Regions from separate parts of the Sus scrofa genome. Here region 2 is linked to region 1. The links are chromatin contacts, called in public Hi-C maps. All regions are on one chromosome and are shown on one strand. The core of a region is the stretch at or near the end of the contact, and the rest is flanking DNA. Distances in the headings are between cores, read along the strand shown.

Region 1 (3,501 bases), core at 790-3,289:
GAGTAGAGGCCAGAAAATTAGTTAAGAAGCTATTGAGGGAGTTCCTGCTGTGGCACAACAGGATCAGAGGTGTCGCTGGAGTGCTGGGAAGCAGGTTTGATCCCTGGCCTGGCACAGTGGGTTTAGGATCCAGCATTGCCACAGCGGCAGTATAGTTTGGAACTGCGGCTCAGATCTGATCTCTGGCTAAGGAACTCTCCATATGCCCCACGGTGGCCAAAAAAGAAAAGAGGCTATGTGTTAAACCAAAAAAACATTTAGTGAGCGATTACACTTAGAGGGATGAAATAGAAGGAATCGGGAATGACTCTTAGCCTTCCTCGCTTGGAAGATCTGGTAAAAAGACAGGAGGAAAGCAGGTTTGGGAATAAGGTTTTGGATTTGTCAAGACTGACAGGCCTGTGGAGTAACCAAAATTAATGTGTAGAAGTCAAGATTTAGGACTCTTCAAAATACAGGTAGTAGTTGACATTGTGGGAATGTGAGTGAGAACATGACACAACTTGTATACAGGAAGAGATTCAGGGATAGTTCTGGAAAGGCCACCATTTAAGAGCCAAAGAGAGCTAAACCAGCAGAGGGAAGTGGTCACAGACGAAGGAAGAAATGTAGAAGAAAGTGGAATCATGGAAAATGATGGAAAGGAAATTTAAGGAGGAAATAAATGTTCAAATGCAGAAGCAAGGGCAAGTAGAATAAGAACTAAGAACTGTTTACTGGAGTTGGCAATTAGGAAAAAGAGCTTGAGTTGTAGACCCATGAGCTATTACGTCAATGAGGTATGACAGTGCGGGGAAAGAGATATCGAGAATCCTCTTCCTTTAGACCATAGATGTTAGTTGATCTTTCAGGTCAAATGCTAGGTGAATACCTGGAGAACATCCAGGGATATGGTCCAGCTTCAGGCTTGCTGCATGAGGCGTATCTGTCTTATTCTGACTGAGCTGTTTACCCAGAGCCTAGCAAGGAGATTGGTACATTAGTATAAGCACACTGAAGGCTGGTGAAAAGAATGGCTGTGTGGTTAGTGGTGGCCAGGGGTCTGTCTTGGTAGAGTCCTGGGAGCTCCTGATACATGGCTGCTCCAGGAAGGGTTAGGAGGTCCCCAGGGATTGCCAAAGAAGGTCTGTGGCTTTCATAAGAATTTTAAAGCTGTGAAGTTATAGAGTTGATCTGGCAGCTTATGCCAGTATTGGGGTGATAACAGGTGAGGGTGATACCACTTCCACTCAGGTTGGTTCTGTTCTGAAACACATAGATCTTTTCGCTCAATGTTAGATCTGCTTTTCTGATGTTTGCTTTATTATCTATTTTCTTATTTCCTTCCCTCGTGCGTGAAAGTGTCTCATCTCTCCAATTATGTCTTAAGGGCAGGGACTATTCCAAAGAGTCTTTTATACTCCCTGCAGCACATACTTGTCCACTGACCCCCAGCAGAGAATACTGGTATCCTCAGCCTCACCAGACTTAGAAGATTAGGTCAAGCCTCACATCAACCCTTGGTTTTAAAAAGAAAAGTTTACTTCCCAAAACTTATCCTAGGAAGGTTTAACTAAGTGGATATTTAGGTGCCAATGGTGGCAGGCATGGGGCCCTGAATCCTCAGTCCTCCTCACCTGGTACCCTAGGACCATCCCACTGGTCTTCCTGTGGACATAGGTCTGGGAAGAGCCTGTGCCATACTAAAGGGCATTACGGCTCCCACATGGCTAGACTAAGGTCGCCCATGGCATGTCCGCGTGGGCGACCTGATGAAGTCCATACTGGAACGATGGAGTTGGAGGGAGGGTGGAGAGAAAAAAAACATTGGGGTGGAGGTGTTTTCACTCTTCCTTTTTTGGGGGGGTGGTATTGATGTTGAGGGGAGGTTTGGCATGGATCTAGCGCCTCAGTCCTGGCCCTTCCAGTCGTCCCCAGTTGCTCAAGTTATGGGCCATCGCTCTTCCCCTCCTCCCGCCCGTGCATACCCAGCCCTGGCCGTCGGACGGAGGAAAGAGCGCGTAGGAAGCGGAGGTGGTGTCCCCCGGCCTCCCACCCCATTAGAGACCGCCTGGCGCGGCGGGAGGATGTCCGCGCGCGCAGCGCGTGCGTCGCCCTCCTGCCCCGCCGCGCCCCCCGCCGGGGAGGGGGGACCCCGCGCCCGGGGGAAGCCCCGCGCGGGTCGTCCGCTGCCCGCCCCAGTCCCTCCGCCTCCCGGAGGCCCGGGGCTGCCTCCTCGGGCCGCGCCGGGGCTGCCCCGCACTGCGCATGAGCGGGAGCCCGGCAAGCCCGTGAGAGGAGCCGCCGCCGCCGCCGCCGTCCATTCGCTGCGGAGTCGGAGGAGGAGGGGAGAGGCCTGGAGGACACCAACATGGTGAGGCACTGCGGCCGCCCGCCCCGCCGGCTGGCGGCCGGCGCAGCCGCGCACCCCCGCCCCAGCCGCCCTCCGCCCCGTGGCGACCCCGCCGCCCCGAGCCTCGGCCCGCGGCCTCCGTCCCGCTCCCCGGCAGGGCTCTCCTCCCCGCCTCTCCCTTCCTCCTTCGCCCCTTCCCGCCCGGGCGCCGCCGCTACGCGAGAGCCGAGGAGGCGGAGCGGAGCCGGGCCTAGTCGGGAGCCCCGGAGAGTTTAGGGCGCGGGGAGCGGCCCCCAGTGCCCCTCGCCCGGGGCCCGGCGCGGCGAGGGGAGGCGTTGGGGCGGGGGGAGGGGATGGGGCAACGGCCCTGCCCCTGCCCGGCCCCCTCGCTGGCTCCATTGTGTCTGGCGGGGGACCGGGGTCCGGGGTTCCGGCTGAGGAGCCTCCCCCCCGCCCCGGAGCCGGGGCTTCCCCCTCCGCCCCGCCGGGGAGAAGGAGAAGACTTTCCCGGCGCTCTTCTCCCTCCTCCGCTCCGGCTTCAACACCCTTCAAGTCTCCAGGCAGTTTTGCTTGGGGCGGGGTAACAGCCCTCTTCCTTTCTCCATCACCTCTCAGCGCGTCCCATGCTTTTGGAAAATGGGAGTTTCACTGGCTAGTTGGTGAAGGTTATATTTACGTCTCTGCTGAGACCATGGGAGACCGCGGAGCTGGGGGACGTGGGGGGAGGGGGGGTACGGAAGTGCAACCTGTTCTTATTTTATAAAATTAGGAGAAGCAGACTTGCTACCTTTTGAGCACGTATTTTATGTACTTGGGGTGGGAGGAGTAATTCCTTTATTATACCAGTTAAAGACCATTTGTGATTTTTAAAAAACAGTTTGTCAAGTTATTTCCCTCTCCTTTTTTTTTCTTTTTTGTTTGGAAAATGTCTAACAAGCTTAAAGACGTGGTATTTAAGTTATCTGTTTACATTTTGGTAATTGTGTACCTGACTCTTGGACTTTAGTTTTTGAGAAGCGATGTTTAGCATTATATCTGAGCATGAGTGGAATTCCATGTAGGATACTGTATGAATAGACAGTAAAAATGATATTGTTGTCCTTTTGCTCAGGGGGAACATAAAGGCCTCTTTGACGAGGGTGTGTGTGTGTGTCTGTGTTAAGGGAATG
Region 2 (3,555 bases), core at 45-2,544, 120 kb before region 1:
TCCAACTAGGAACCATGAGGTGTCCAGTTCAATCCCTGGCCTCATTCAGTGGGTTAAGGACCTGGCGTTGCCGTGAGCTGTGGTGTAGGTCGCAGACATGGCTTGGATCTGGTGTTGCTGTAGCTGTGGTGTAGGCTGGCAGTTGTGGCTCCAATTTGACCGCTGGTCTGGGACCCTCCATATGCCGGGGGTGTGACCCTAAAAACCAAAAACCAAAAAAAAAAAAAAAAGATATCTCATGATACCTTCTAGCACTTTTATGCTTTCACTTTTTTATATTTAATCACTTATCTCTCTCTTTTTTTTTTTTTTTTTTGTCTTTTATGTTAAGGTTGCACTCACAGTATATGGGGCTTCCCAGGCTAGGGGTCGAATCCGAGCTATAGCTGCTGTCCTACACCACAGCCACAGCCACAGCAACACCAGATCCTTAACCCACTGAGCGAGGCCAGGGATTGAACCTGTGTCCTCATGGATCCTAGTCAGATTTGTTTCATGTTAGTTCTCTCAATTCATTTCTTTGTTTTTATTTTTGCTTTTGCTTTTTAGGGCTGTACCCTGCGCAGCATATGGAGGTTCCCAGGCTAAGGGTGACTCAGAACTATGGCTGCCAGCCTACACCACAGCCACAGCAACACAGGATCAGAGCCACATCTGTGACCCACACCACAGCTCATGGCAATGCTGAATCCTTAGCCCATTGAGTGAGGCCAGGGATGGAACCAGCAACCTCTTGGTTCCTAGTCAGATTCATTTCAGCTGCACCACGATGGTAACTCCTTGATTCATTTTTTGTTTTTTATCTTTACTGATTTATTCTGCTTTCCTAATGTATCCTTCCTAAACCTTGAACTGGAGATTGATTCACTTTCACTATAAATTTCCTATAAGCCTGATTTGAGCTATAGCAAATAAGCATTTATATGCTGTGTTTTCAGTACTTTTATTTCCTTGATATCCTGCATTCAATTTGACTTTTTTTTTTTTTTTTTTTTTGATGCTCGGGTATTTTTAGAATTTCCCTTGTGGTACAGCAGGTTAAAGGGCTCAGCTCTAGTCACCGCTCTGGTGTCTGCGAACTTCCACAAAACGACAAAATACCAAAACCAAAAGAAATCTCAAGTGGTTTTAAACTTCTAGCTAAATTTTATTTTTTTGCCCCACCCCAGGCATATGGAAGCTCCTGGGCCAGGGATCGAACCCTCCCCACTGCTGCAACCCTACCGATGGGATTCTTAACCCGCTGAGCCACAAGCGAACGCCTTAAATTTAATTTTAGTTATTTATTTCATTCGTTCTTGAGATCACTAGAAAATTTGATTATCATGCTCTCCACCCCGTTTACTTTCCCCCACGACTCCGTCTCGCCCGCTTTCTCGCGGCTTTAAGGATAAAAGTCCGAAGGACGGTTCCAGAAAGAAGGATAGCCAAAAGCCTAGGGAAGACAGAACTCCGGGTTTTAGCTGACCCTTCCTCTCGTTGGTACAAGGGGCGGGGCGGAGGAAGCAGGATAACCCCGGGACACGTGGCCCGACCAATCGCCGCCACCGAAGCCCTCCTCGGTTCTTTGATTGGTTCTGGTGGAGACGCCCCCACCACACCACGGTTGGCCTATTGGTTTGCTTTGACCTGGACTGTGGCCGGCAGAAGACCACGCACTGGAGCAACCGAGGCAGGGTTTTGCAGTGAATGGGACGCAGCTGTATGTTTAGGAGCCAGCGGGCTGCGGGGCTGCAGGAACATGGCGGCGGCCTCTGCGGTGTCTGTGTTGCTCTTGACGCAGCGAGTCACGAGCTTGCTGCTGCCGCCGAGGTAACGGCGGGTGGAGGGGCCTCGGTTCCGTGTTGGGGCGGGAATGAACTCTAAAGCCCTGTGGAGGCGTGGAGGGACAGAGAGTCGACTGGGAGGAGGGGAGGACGGAAGGAAAATTCCGGCGCACTTGGGGAGTTTCTGCTTCATTCTCGGCCTAAGGAGGGAGACCCGCCCAGCCCTTCCTTTTCTTCTCCCTTCCACACAGCCACCCTTCAGCCTTCTGCCCGTTTTTGAGGAGGGGGGGAGTGGGGAGGCTGGGCCTGCTGTCTCCATGCTCCGCTCGCCATAGGGACAAGCGTAATGCTTACACGGCTCCTAACCTTTAACTTAGTGTTTTCGCTGAATTTCTTGTGTGGGAAGCGCTGTTATCATCGCGCTTTTTGGTGAAGTCCGAAAGCGTCGCGGCTCGCTCTAGTTTACACTAGTAGTAAGAAATGGCGCCAGGATGCCCTGAAGCCTCTTTATGTTCAGGGGAACACTTTTGGAGTTCTTTTTCTTTGCTGAAATGAATCAAGTTAACAAAAGCAAACTTATCTCCCAAAGGGCTGAGAGGGTGTTTGGCCAGAAGCTTTGTACACAAGTTTAAACAAAACTTTTAGATAATCACTCTAGCTAACCTGACTTCAGATCCGGTTTGTTTTATTTATGTATTTATTTATTTATTTAAGTCTTTTTAGGGCAGCACCCAGGCTAGGGGTGGAATCAGAACTGTAGCTGTCGGGCTACACCACAGCTCAGGGCGACGTTGGATCCTTAACCCGCTGAGCAAGGCCAGGGATCGAACCTGCGTCCTCATGGATACTATCAGGTTCGCTACCGCTGAGCCACGACGGGAACTCCCTCCAGATCCGTTTTAAAGTATAAGCTTCCGTGGTAATAACTTTGGCAGGGAAGATATCTTCAGTTTTCCAGGTAGCAGGCTTCTTTAGCTTCCTTTGCTTTCCCTTCCCTCCATGTCTCTCTCCTTTCCCTCTTTCTGGAAAGACAGTATAGCTTACTGCTAAGACTGCAGTCAGAAGGCAGGAGTCCTGCTCAGCTCAGCACTGGGTGTGTGAGCAACTTTGGGCAAGTTGCTTATTAGCTCAGGACTTTATCTAGAAAGAGGTGATGATATTAATTCTTCCTGCCCAGGAGCACGGGATAGCTTTCCATAGAAGCAACTTCTTAATGTTGTTTTTTAGCCATTATTTAAAATTAAAGCTTAGATAATGGTGGAAAATGGAATAAACAATCAGAACAGTGTTGGCATAGATTATAGCTAAGTGATGTGTGGGAGGTGGTGTGTGGGAGGGGCAGTATCTGGCTGTCTGCTGGTCTTTACTGGAAAATGGCAGAGGAAAACTAGTTCAGCAGTGTCCTTAAAACTTAATCAGAGTCTTAAGCTGGATTTACCAAGAGGCAGCCATTTTATAGACACAGTGCCCAGGACAGGCCTTGAATCTTATCAATAAACTATCTGAAGATTGTGATGGGAAGAGGCTATGATCCTCGATCTTCCACTGACGATCAGGAAAGTGAGGTCAGTTGATTGGAAAGATGTGGGAAAGCAGGAGCCTTCTGAAAAAACCATCTTGTGCAACTCAAGTGCCAGAGCTGTGGGTCTTCCCATGAGCCCTTGGCAGATGTCAGTGTCTGACTGAGTGTACATCATAGGTCTGTGAGTGTGTGATTGTCCACTCTAATAATCTGGCCTCCTGCATCTGTGCCCCGGTGAAGGCTAGTCCTGTTCATTTACTGTTATAT

Evidence for each region. Hi-C and Micro-C count contacts between places; a contact is called where the count stands out from the background.
Region 2: a contact with region 1 is called in a Hi-C map of skeletal muscle, with 5 times the contacts expected there. The contact joins the promoter of MCCC1 here to the promoter of DCUN1D1 in region 1. A contact is called at or near these places in 2 of 47 Hi-C or Micro-C datasets (heart right ventricle and skeletal muscle) and 1 of 2 datasets of contacts at active chromatin or transcription factors (alveolar macrophages).

The regions. Positions count from the first base shown.
Region 1 is chr13:120,949,363-120,952,863 of Sscrofa11.1, reverse strand. DCUN1D1 (DCN1-like protein 1) reads left to right here and starts at 2,039. Exons shown (of 7, transcript XM_003358695.4): 1 at 2,039-2,353. The coding sequence starts at 2,351.
Region 2 is chr13:121,068,434-121,071,988 of Sscrofa11.1, reverse strand. It overlaps MCCC1 (methylcrotonoyl-CoA carboxylase subunit alpha, mitochondrial), which reads left to right and starts at 1,294. Exons shown (of 19, transcript XM_021069887.1): 1 at 1,294-1,812. The coding sequence starts at 1,742.